Linked DNA regions of Mus musculus: region 2 is linked to region 1. A link is a contact called in public promoter capture Hi-C data. All regions are on one chromosome and are shown on one strand. Each heading gives the region's core, a stretch centred on a gene start, on an enhancer-like site or on the middle of the called end of the contact. The rest is flanking DNA. Distances are from core to core; before and after follow the strand shown.

Evidence for each region. Promoter capture Hi-C pulls out the DNA fragments that hold promoters and counts their contacts.
Region 2: a contact with region 1 is called in a promoter capture Hi-C map of embryonic stem cells, with 3 times the contacts expected there. The contact joins two enhancer-like sites. A contact is called at or near these places in 6 of 39 promoter capture datasets (the HPC-7 cell line, embryonic stem cells, epiblast stem cells and 1 more), 2 of 484 Hi-C or Micro-C datasets (both in embryonic stem cells), 4 of 115 datasets of contacts at active chromatin or transcription factors (embryonic stem cells and extraembryonic endoderm stem cells) and 2 of 9 other capture datasets (adipose tissue and embryonic stem cells).

Annotation. Positions count from the first base shown.
Region 1 is chr1:118,594,188-118,600,446 of GRCm38.p6, reverse strand. It overlaps Clasp1 (CLIP associating protein 1), which reads right to left. Exons shown (of 43, transcript NM_001359328.1): 41 at 1-69. Among named protein-coding and RNA genes, the nearest start is that of Tfcp2l1, 31 kb to the left of the region's middle. Within about 2 kb of position 2,731, at least 18 of the 459 cell types and tissues checked have an H3K27ac peak or open chromatin away from gene starts, as enhancers often do. A contact at or near this core is called in embryonic stem cells, where this site is marked.
Region 2 is chr1:118,687,729-118,693,987 of GRCm38.p6, reverse strand. No RefSeq gene overlaps it. Among named protein-coding and RNA genes, the nearest start is that of Tfcp2l1, 63 kb to the right of the region's middle. Within about 2 kb of position 3,872, at least 17 of the 459 cell types and tissues checked have an H3K27ac peak or open chromatin away from gene starts, as enhancers often do. A contact at or near this core is called in embryonic stem cells, where this site is marked.

The sequences.
Region 1 (6,259 bases), core at 1,482-3,981:
TTTGATGCACTGCTCTGGGTGGATTGAGCTGGCTAGCGTGGATGCAGCTTCCTCGGCCGCTCTCACCACCTGAAACAGAAGACCGCAGAGTGAGTGCTGCCTGCTTCAAGAGTTTTGAAAAGAACCAAATGCGCACTCCTTTCCTGCTCCAGAAGATAAATACAACGATACACTTCCTGCAACACTTTAAGAAAAATGAAGAGCAACCTGAGTTGTAGTGTGGATCAAGGTAGTATGGGCTTGGAGGTCTGGGCCAAACCCTTGACAGGGTGATCTCCAAACATGTTCCCCACTACGTACTTACAGGTGCACAGTCGCACTCACCACCTTCAGATCTCCTTAGCAACGTGGCTTCTCAGGCTTCCCCAGGGGCGCTGTCTGAGAGGGGGACCACTCTCAGGTGATTATTATCACAATAGAGAATGTCTGCCCTGAAAGATTAGGACCCTGGGGCCCTGTGACACCAGCATTCACCTGTCTGATTTCTGACAGCAGATGCAGTGTGACCAGCTGCCCCATTCTCCTGTCACCATGCTTTCCCTGCCATGTGGACTGTACCCCCAAACTGTTAGCTGAGATAAACCCCTTCTTCCGTAAGTTGTTTTTGACAGGTGCACCGTCAAAGCATTGAGAAAAGTAACCAACACACATCTAAAAGAATGAATCTGGAGTTGCTGTGTTCTGGAGAGCAGAGATCCCAGAACACGAGGAAGAAGCAAGACACAATTAACCTAAGCCATGAAAAACTTGAGGAGTGGGAGGGTAAGATGGATCAGGTGGTTAAAAGAGCCAACTGCTAAGAATAATGACCCGAATTCAATCCAGTGGAGGGCAAGAACTGACTCCTCAAAGCTGTCCTTTGATCTCTACTACAAGTGTATCGTGGCACACATGCCACCAACATATAAAACACACACACACACACACACACACACACACACACACACACACACACACACGAACTATATAACAAGGAAATACATCTTAGGCTATATACCAAAGCACAATAAATTAGTTCTTTGGAAAAAGATTAGTCTCAGGTTATTTCCCTAGCAACCAGTTGTCTGAAAAGGGGGAAGGGGGAGGGTTCCCATCATCCCTCAGTTTCCTTCTCTACCCATGGGTTGCTTTAAGGCTATAGTGCAAGAGCTTGCTGGGGAGAGCTGGGCTAGATGTGCACACAGCAAGGCCTGTGGTGGGAAACTGGCCTTTCTTTTCAACTTGGCCCAGCAGCAAGGCTGCTGTGAAGACACTAGTTCAGTGTTTCAAAAATGCACCATGCCCAGCTGCCATGGAGCACTGGAGGGAACGATGTGGGACTGACTGCAGCCACGGTGTTGTCTTTGTTGTTGCTGTAGTGCTGGTTTGGAGGACTGAACCTGGGCCTTCATACATGCCCAAGAAGCGCTCAGCCATCAGTTACATCACCAGCCCAGAGACAGTGATTTAGACTTAGATGTGGCTGATCTAAGTGCACTGATGTGTGGCAACTAGAACTGAAGATCTCACCAGGGGCAGAGTAGAACAAACAGACTTGAAGACAGAGTCAGGCCCCAGCCTCTGCCAGTTAGCCTCAAGAGAAGCCACATCCTCAGGCATCTCACAGTGAGAAGACGTCCCATGCTCCCGTCCCCCTGAGCAGGTTCAACTGTGCTGTGAGATGCTGGGAGCACACCCTTTCAGCTCTGCTGAAGGGAATCTCGCTCCAGCATCTTGGGACATCCAGGGATTTTAGAAGGTGTGGGCACGAAGCACTTCAACAACAGGGTACACTGGGCTTCTGGAAACTGGACATCAACTGCCAGGGACTGCACACGAGGATGAGCAGTTGAAGGCCTCTCTTTCCCCCAGGGTGACAGAAAGCTCGCCAGGACAGACACTGGGTTGGCAAAGAAGGAGTGTTCTGACTTCCCTCCATATGCCAAACCCTGGCTTTGGCAGGCTGCCTGTATTAGGGTAAACTTTAGGTTCTGCCCTGTGTTCTCTGTAACATAAGAAGCAAGGTTATAATGTAAGCAAACAGAGAGCAAAAGCAAACACAGGCAGCAGAAGGAAAGGAAGGTAGTTTCTCAGTAGACAAAGAGGCTGTTGGTGCTGTAGGTGTTTTAAAAGTGGGGGAGACATATAGAGTCCCCCCATTAGGGTTACAGCTGACTTCTCAGTGGACAGACTCCATCTATATTCTGATTTGGCTTCTGTCTGGTTAGAAACACAGAAACTTTCTTTTCACTGTTAAGGATGGAAGTGTTTAGCTAGAAAAAGGTAACTGACACATGTAGTTGTTTCACAGATGTTTGTGCAATGAGGAGCAAGCTCTGTGGCCCACGCTGGTCTTGATCTCTTGATCCTCCTGCACACCCAGCTTCTTAAGGAAATGTGATCATGACTCAAAATACTGATGAGTGTTTGCATAAAGATTAGGTTTCTTAATTTTAGGGCATAGGAGTTCTTGACATTTGGACTGCGTGTTTGGAGTACACCAAGTTTGATTTGGCTCTGTCTCAGATGCAGCAGAACTGGATACATTACAAAAAAAAAAAAAAAAAAAAGAAAAAAGAAAGAAAGAACAAACTGCAGGCATCCAAAAACAATGATGGCTAGAACCCAAGAGCACCTCCCAGGCACCTGAAGCTTAGCTCCTGGATTATTTGGAAGCTAAAGACATGCTGATGCCACCTTCTGGAACTTGCCAGAAAGGTGTCAACAAATACAGAAGACAAGGAGTCTTGGTGTCCAGTAGAATAACAAGGGAGCTGGGTGTGGTCACATATGTCTTTAATCCCAGCACTCCTAGAGGCAGAGGCAGGCAAATTTTTCTGAGTTTCAGGCTAGCCTGCTCTACAACAGGGAATTCCAGGTCAGCAAGGGTACACAGAGAAACCTTGTCTATAATAATAATCAGCAACAACAAACTATAATGGAAGAGTAATGTCCCAAAACAGCACAGCCAGGAGCTAGGACTTAGAGTAGAAATGGGAGAGACTAGGAAAGCTCTGGCTCCCGAGGCTGCTCTGGCCTGGTTCTGTTCCCTCAGTCAGCAGATGCTGAGGTAAACTCTTCTCATGTCTGTGGTTGTTGTTCCCATCAGGAAAATTATAAGAAGAACTGGATGGAGAGTTGTTTTGGTTTATAAAATCTTATCACTCATCTGAACCTGATAAGCATTTTTCTCTGAAAAAAAAAAAGCCCACCTACAGAGAGGGGCTTCAAAACTCCTCAGAAGGGAAGCACAAGAGCTGTGCACTCCTGACCAGTGAGTGGGCTTACTGTCAAGCTTGAGGGCCCGTGCTTACTCCCTGGTATCCACTTGGGAGAGAGAACTGTTTCCTACATGGTCCTCCGAGCTCTGTGGAGTCACTGCCGCATGCATGCCACCCCCCACCCCACCCCCCACCCACACAAGAGACTGACCTACTCATTGGGTAGATTGGGGATGGCAGGGGCAAATGGTGAGGAGTGGGAGGGGCTCTAGGAGGGTGGTGGGGTGGGGAGTGGCAGATATAGGCCCAACCCTATAGAGGGGCTGAGCTATGGAGTAATCTCGCATTCCTAAGTCCACTGTCCATCTCTAAAAAAAAAATCACAGTGCTTTCCAGTCCAATGCTGATGCTGGCCTAGCCACAGAACGCACACACACAACAGACTGAAAGCAGGCAGCACCCCAGGGATACAAGTCATTTTTACAATAATTTATATAGAGGTTTTTTTTTTAAAGTTGAATTTAAATGGCCTCTTAGATCTAGTCAATGAAATGCAGTTAAATTACATTTACTTTATTGTGTTGTGTGTCATACACAAAGTAAGTAAATAAATGTAATAACTTTTCTTCTATTTTAAGTTAGCATACTTTCTTCAACAGGAGAAGGTAAAGGGGACATAGCCACCTCACCTCACCAATATGGATACCACAGGGAAGGACACCTGTAACACCCCTAGACATCAGGAAGCCTCAGAGACATGTCCAGCATAGCCTGTGAGCACTGTGCAAATCTATCTCCTGCCTCCAAGGTAAAGCTCTGCCATCCAAAGCAGCTGCCTTCCAGAGCTGCTTAAGGCCAGGAGTCAGCTAAGGGGCAGGTGGCATGGCTCTCAGGGGTCAGCTTACCAGTACAGACTTATTCTGCCCTTCAACAGCAGCAGCGGGAGCGGTAGTACCATCCACAGGAAGGACACTGGGCTTGGCCCACTAGGATGGCAACTGCACTGGCTCCCTGACTTGGTGAGCCCCTGCATTCCCCTGCAGTGGGCTTCAGCCTGGGTACCTTCTATACCCGCCCATCCCACTCCCTGTTGCACCGGCTCTCAGCCAGTTTTCTCTCTCCTGTTCACCTTGCTGTCCTGGCTGTCTACCCTGATATTTCCAGCAGTTCTTAGTGCTCCTTGCTAGGAACCATACAGTGATCTTTGCTGTAATGAACTCACACACTACAGACTTGAAGGCTGTCCTGTCCTCCTCCCACCTGGCTCACGTCAGTGACAAAACAGTCATTAGAGGAGTCTGTATCCTAGCAGTTGCTGTCTCAACAACTAGGAACCACACAATGATGCTATCTAGGCTTCTGATTTTGTCTGTTTATTAAAAAAGCAAGAATTTCCAAAGGAAACAGGGCTTCTGGTCAAATCCTAAGATTGGGCCCAGGGAAACTAGAGCTTTAGCATGTGTGAGGATTTAGGTTTGTTACTCAGTAGCCACATAATATTGAGGCTATTATCCTGGAACTAGAAGACACACAGATAACCCTCTACTCTGGTAGCCTGGGGCGACCAGATAAGAAGAAAGCAAGGTCCACAGAGGTGTAATGACTTGTAGGTTCCTGGGTTGCTCTGCTGCCAGGAGGGTGCAGAGGGTCATTCCTGAACACAGGCTGTGGAGACAGGGCCGGCTGGGAATTTTAATTGGCACCTGAAGAGGATACCTTATCAGGAACAAGCTTACTCTGACCACAGTTATCTGTTCCAAGGACTGATCACACATACCCTACTGCTCAGGGTGGCCAGACAGCCAGTACCAGGAAGCTCCCCTTTCTGTTGTCAAGCAACTTTGGTCTGTCTCATTTTGCTTCTCTGACTCCTTGAAGTCATAAAATATAAAATTTAACTGGAAAAGAGTTAAAAACAAAACCTCTAGAGAAAAAAGTTATTAATTAGCTAAGAAATCAATTTCCTCAAATAAGTCATGCCATCTAAAACTGGATTCTGATGTCCTAGACACCAACATTTATGGTTTGCAACTAGAAATGTTTGGTGGCATTACTGTGACATGACTATTTTTTTTAATTTCTTGTCTCTCTGCCCTCTCTTGTGGGCACATGCCATGGTGCCATGATGTGTGGAAGTCCAAGGACAAGTTAGTTCTCTCCTTCCTCCACGTGAGTCCAGGATACTAACCCGAAGCTGGCAGACTGTAGGGAGAGCCTTGGTCCCGTATATACTTTTTAAAGAAGCAGGGTCATGTTATTTTGCCTAGGCTGGCCTTGAATTTTGGGGCTCAAGTGATCCCCAACTCCTGGCAACTGGGATTGCATGTATGAACCACTCTGCCTAGCCAACATTTTACTCTGTAAGTATGTAAATAGAATCAAACACTGACTAATGTGAACCCCCCCACCCCCACCCCCAACAAAATAAAATAAAATGATTGGCCAGTTCCAGCTTCCAGAACTAGAGCTGGGGCTGGCCCTTGGGAGACAAAGCCTACCTGGCTATATATAGAAACTGCCAAGTTTATACCTGCACTCACAAACAGCCCTGTATATGTGGGCTGTATGTGAGTGGACCCTGGGGGAAGGAGGGAACAGCGGGCTCTACTGAGACTCTGGTTTCCAGTCTTCTCATACCTCACACAGCCTCAGACGCATGCCCTGCTGCCAGTTCTCTGATCAAAGGAGAGATTCTCTATCAGCCCTAACTCTCTCAGTGTAAAGATGTAAAAGAAGAAGAGAGTTCACATGAATGAAGTTATCACAAAGGCCACGATATCAAGCTTAGCCCTTTAAGATGTTTGCTGAATGAAAACCCAACACAACACACAGAAACTTCATGAGTGCTACAGATGTGAAATGCAACATTATCTACTAAACAGACAGTGAGGTCCTGGCAGACTCACTTCCTCAGATTGGAACTATGAAAGGACTATGTCTATGATGACAAATACCAGCTTTCAAAAACAAAGCTTTTGGCTGGGGTCTAAGGCTACCTGTCAGTCTCTGCAGTTTGCCATCTGTGGACTGTTACTGCCCGCGGGCAACGTTTTCAATGG
Region 2 (6,259 bases), core at 2,623-5,122, 92 kb before region 1:
GAGTATCCTGTGCCCTCCTCAGACAAGTGCAAAGACAGTCACACACACACACACACACACACACACACACACACACACACACACAGACACACACACACACACAGACACACACAGACACACACTTGCATTTGCATATGAGGGATCTGTGGTAGACAGAAGAATAGACATTTTATCCACCAGGACACTTTGGGACTAACAAGTGACAGATACAGGCCTGCCCAAGGCTGCTTTGAGCAAGCCACCTGTCATCTGCCCGGAGCTCCCACCACATCATGAGGCCCACAATGGACTCAAAGCATCTTTCTCCAAGCTCACACATCAGCCCAAGAGGGTTTAAGTCTAGTTCTGAGTAACCCAGGCCCAGGGGCACCACTATTATTGGGGATAGGAAGGGATAGAATTATGCGGCTTGTGACACAGAAGATGAAGGCCCTGAGAGAAAGGGTGACTCCCCAGGTGGTTACAAAGCAGACCTGGCTCCTGCCAGTTGTTTTCCCTGACTTGATTTTTCTGTTCCTTCCTGCCCTCCACTCCTTGTTCCCTGCTTGAAGACATTCTGTTCTCACTGAACATGGCCACTCAATTCTCTGCTTGTGGATCCAGGGTCCTTGGCTGACCAGGGTTGTGGGTAGGATCCTGGACCCAGGGCTGAAGGACACTCCTGATCCCGCTTGTGAGTCCTGGGCTACCTACTCCATTCTAGATAGGTTCACCCTCAGGCTTCATGTCAGATGTTCACCCTCAGGCTTCATGTCAGATCTCTGTGAGGAGTGCTACCAGCTCCCAAGTCTCCTTCCCACCCCTGCTGGCCATCCCATAGCCGCACTTATCCACCTGTACTCCACCAGTCCACTTCTCCTGTCAATATCCTTAGAGTCTCAAAACAACTCAAATCAATTCCTCATGCCCCAATAACTGCCCGGTGTGGGTCCTGGTGCTAAGGTCATGTTTAAAAATCCTTAGCTGGAGATGTGGATCAGTTGGTAGGGTGCTTTCCTGACATACACAAAATCCTGGGTTCAGTCCCCAGCACTGCATAAAGGGGCATGGTGGTGCATGCCTGTAGTCACACTACAGAGGTAGAAGCAAGAGGGTTAGAGTTCAAGGTCATCCTTTTTGATGTCATGAACTGAGGGTAAACCTGGGCTACATGAGACTCTGAAATAAACAGGACACTGGAGAGATGCTTCAGTGGGTAAAGTACTTGCCATACCTCCTAGGACCTGAACTCCAATCTCCAGCACCCATGTAACCCCAGTGCTAAGGGGAAGAGGGATATGGATATAGGTAGACCTGTGAGCTCACCGATCAGACACTCTTGCCCAAATAGTGAGCTCCAGGTTCAGTGAGAGGCCTTGTCTCAAAGTATAAGATGAGGAGCAATTGAGAAAGAAACCCAGTGCTGACCTCTGGCCTTCACACTTGCATGCACAGATCACAGATCATTGTACCTACACGTACACACGGAGGTGGGCATGCATGAATATAAGAACATGGGGCTGGAGAGATGGCTCAACTGGTGAGTATTTTTTACTCTTCCAGCACCCGTGTTAGGTGGCTCACACCTGCCTATGCTTCCAGTTCCAAAGGATCCAAAGTCTTTTTCTAGTTTGTGGCCACACACACACACACACACACACACACACACACACAGAGAGAGAGAGAGAGAGAGAGAGAGAGAGAGAGAGAGAGAGATCATAAGTAAACACAAATATTCATCTCAAACATGATGTCCAGAAAACACCCAAACCTTCAAATCTGGTCTGTGGGGATGTGAGGTTTTTTTTCCAGGCACCTCCTCCCACATTCCCAATAAGACCCCTCACTTCATGCCCTAGGTCCTGTAGGATGGGTAAGGTCTAAATCAGATCTGGGCCTCATAGTATAGGAACTTTACACTTTGGACTCCACCAAGTGAGATGATGCTGGTCCCTGACACCCACAGGTGACAGGGAAAAGAGGGAAGGAAATGACATTGAGTCACAGGCCCAGGAAGCCCCTTAGAGTGTAGCACCTAAGGCCCACTTTCTTGAGCCTTGACGATGTGCCTTTTCTTTCACCTGACTGGAGGCAATCAGCTCCTGTGAGTTGGGGCCAGGCTCTGGGAGAGCCCAGTGTTCCTCTGAGGTTCTGAGGGAAGAACCAGGCAGCCAGGGCAGGGACAGAGGTGAGGGATCAGTGCCAGCCATCAATAGTCACAGCAGGTGTAACACAGGTAAGTGGAAAGTACAAATGTGTGAGACACGAGGAGAAGCCCCATCTGGTCACTGTGTATGTTGGGAATAGGGGTGTGCATGAACACAAATGAACGTTGGTGCACCCAAGTGGGCACATATACAGAGGTGGGAGGAGGACTTCAGGTGACCTACTCTGTTGATGTCCAGCTGGCTCCTTGGCAACAGCATCTCTTCCCAAACCTAGAGCCAGGCAGGAAGCAAAAAGCCAGCAACCCTCATGTCTCTGCCCTCCCCCTCCTCTAGCACTAGAGTTACAGGCATGTGCTCACAGTCGCAACTAGGCCTTTACATGTGTGTCCTAGGGATTTAAACACAGGTCCTTGTGTTTCCACAATAAGCGCTCTTACTGAGCCATCTCCCTAGCTTGCTCCCTCTTGTCTTGATCGAACATCTTCTTGTCTGGCTATGCTCTAGGCGGCTGCAACACAGAGGGTAAGAAAGAAAGGCTTACATCCCACTGGATGGCATCCTAATCCATGGGCTAGTGACAGACACAGCCCTCTGTGGCATTATGAAACAGATTCAGAAGACCGAGAGGGCATAAGAGATGGTGCGAGACTGCTACATGAAGCTATAGAGAGGCCTTCTTTGATCTTCCTGGAAGCCATTCATTCATGCTGTGGGCTGGGGGATTCACTCAGAGAGAAAGTACTTGCTGCTCAAGGCTGAGAACCTGGACTCAAATCCCAAGCACCCATGCCAGGCAGCACCCAGGTATAGTCCCAGTGTATATATTGGCACGCATACCTGCACACACATATGTGCACACACGTGAACATACAGGCATATACTGTGTGGCCTAGGTTGATCTGGAAACTCATAATCCTCCTGCCTCGTTGCTATGACTACAGGCTTGAGTCACACATGGCTTCCTAGGGTTATTTTTTTTAAAAAGAGTTATTTATTTTATGTATATGAATACACTGTAGCTGTCTTCAGACACACCAGAAGAGGGCGTCAGATCACATTGCAGATGGTTGTGAGTCACCATATAGTTGCTGGGAATTGAACTCAGGACCTTTGGAAGAGCAGTCAGTGCTCTTAACCACTGAGCCACCTCTCCAGCTCTCCTAGGGTTATTTTTACTGAAGATGACAAACAGACAGACCTTCCCTAAAGTCCAGACTCTAAGCAGATACAAGAGACCCTGGGATCAGGTAACCAATGGGGGGTGGAAATATGTAATCCAGGGATTCCTTATGGGGTCATGAAAGCAAAGAATGGTGTCTGGGCCTGCCAGGTCAGGAGGTCAGGAGTGAGCCAAGTAAGGGTTCTACTGAACCTGGAAAGCCAGAGAGGGGGACATCAAACTTGGGTATGTCTAAAAACAGAGAAGCACAGGTGGCCTCAAGTGAGGAAGCCATATGCACGCGCACACACACACACACACAGAGACAGACAGACAGACAGACAGACAGACAGAGGGGGGAGGGGGAAAGGGAGAGAGGGAGGGAGAGAGAGAGTGTGGGGGGAGAAAAATGAATGGAATGTGGTAAGACCTTAAAAGGCCATCTCTTTCCACACCCAGGTGAGGCCCCAGCTGCTAGAATTCTTAGTCCCCTTAAATAAGGACAGTAGAGGAACTACACCCCCTTGGCCTGGAAGTATGGCAGAGGTGGGTGAGGCCCGGAGGGAGAGTACCTAGCATCCCGTTCATGCCTGTACCAGGAAGCTGATGCAAGGGAAGCCAGAACTACCCTAGCTCTCGGGAACTGCTCTCCAGCTGGACACACCCCAAGGGCAGGTCCTTCAGCTGAATGGCACTTTTAGTTTATCGCAGTCCCCTCCTCTCCTGTCAGCTTCCCATTGTGCAATGGAATTCACAAAAGTACAAAACAGCACAGCTCGGTGACTTCACACAAAGCCACAGTCCAGAAATAGACACCTTTGTTGTGTTCCCACCAGGCACCATGGCCTCTCCCTTTCAGAGAAAGCCAGCCTTGTGACTTTGGGATAGTAGGACCTTGTCCATATACCTGGTGTCACCATGACTCCTTGGTATCCACTTTGTGGGCCTTCTGCTGTGTGTAGAGAGTGACAGAGGACAACCATGACAACTTCCTCTGGCCTCACACACCCATATCTCTCATACACAACAATAATAATAGTAAGATTACTATTACTACTAATAATAATAATTTAAAGTAAGTTTTTTTTTAAAGACAGAATCTGACTATGTAGACCCTGCAGACTTGAGGCTTAGAATTCTCTATGTAGAGCAGGCTAGCCTCCAGCTCAAAGATCAGCCTGCCTCTGCCTCCCAAGTACTGGGATTTAAAGGTGTGTATCACCATGCCCAGCAATAAATACATTTTTTAAATAATAAAATAAATCCATGCTATTCCTTGTGTGATAGGAGCATCTTCTATTACAGTAAGATGATTGTTGGAGGCATCCCAGAGGCATCCCAGATGGCCCATATGTTGGTCACAAGGATGCCACAAGGATGCCACAGTCTTGAACCAGAAGCTTTCAGTCCCCACCCCCATCATTCAGGAGAGCTGGAGACTGTGACAATGTGGCAATGCCTCTATAAAGACCCCTAATAAAGTTGAGTATGCCTAACACCCAAGGTCCCAAATTCTATCCTTAGCACACACACACACACACACACACACACACTATAATAAAGTAAAAATGTTTTGAATAGAATGAACAAACACTGACCAAATGCTGCTCTTAGTTTTGTGAGGCAACATTGTGGAATGTTGAACTTGAAGAAAGAGGCCCGAGAATCTCTCCTTTGAAGCACTGTGGGTAACCCGGAGACTCTTTTGTGATTGGCGGCTGGAGTCCGGTGGCCCTTACCTGTCTTCCCTCCGTGCTGCATTAACTCGGATCTGAACGTTGAGTTTCCAGGCTCTTGTGTCCCTGAACAAAGAATTTGACCAGGGACACATGGTTAGACATACAAGTAGAACAGAGACAGTTTAGGAAGGAAGGAAAAGCCGGGGATGGGGTTGGGGGAGGTTGGGGTGGGTGGAGAGATGGCTCAGTGGTTAAGAGCACAGGCTGCAATCCCAGAGGACCCAGGTTTAATTTCTAGTACCCACAGGGCAGCTCACAACTGACTGTAATTCCAGTCCTAGCTAATCCTACACCCTCATACAGGCATACGTGTGGCCAAACACCAGTTCACATAAAAATTTAAAAATAATAATAATTTAGAAAAGGGAAGGAGCTGGTAAGATGGCTCAGTGGGTAAGAGCACTGACTGCTCTTCAGAAGGTCCCGAGTTCAAATCCCAGCAACCACATGGTGGCTCACAACCACCCGTAACGAGATCTGACACCCTCTTCTGGTGCATCTGAAGACAGCTACAGTGTACTTATTTACAATAATAAATAAATCTTAAAAAAAAGAAAAAAAGAAAAAAGAAAAAAAAAAGGAAAGGAAAGGAAAGCAGGCTAGTGAGCCCTGGGAAAGGCGGACACTCGAAAGGGCTGGTCCAGAAGCCAGCAGCACAGCTCCGCAGATAAAGCCACTTTTGGCCAAACTTGAAGTCCTGAGTTTGATTCCCAGAACCAAAAGGCAAGAACTGCTGCCATGAATTTCCCTCTGACTTCCACACATGTAGCACGTGTGTGCACATCCTCACACATCAAACAAACAGCCAATAAGGGTAGCTGAAGAAAAGCTGTGTGCAGGAGACTCGGGACCTTTTTATAGCTGATTTACATAGCACGCACCTGGTCCGTATTTGAGTATGGCGGGCTTTCCTCCCACTTACTGGTGTATGAAGCCCAGCTCAGCTGAGAAGGGCTTCTGGGTGTTTTTTTAACTGGATTCAGGGTAATCTTGATGAGCGTCTTCACATCTCTATTCTGCCACACGGTGATGGTTTGTTGGACACCCCACTGGCAGCCAGAACAATGGAGCACTCAATGATGCGTTGTGTATGGTGTAGAGAAAACGATTTAAGCAAGCACACCCCTTACCCCCAGTGCCAAAACTGAGCATAGTATGCCCTCGGGGTGGAGTCGGGATTGCAAGTTCAAGATAAATAGTGTTCAAGGTTAGGC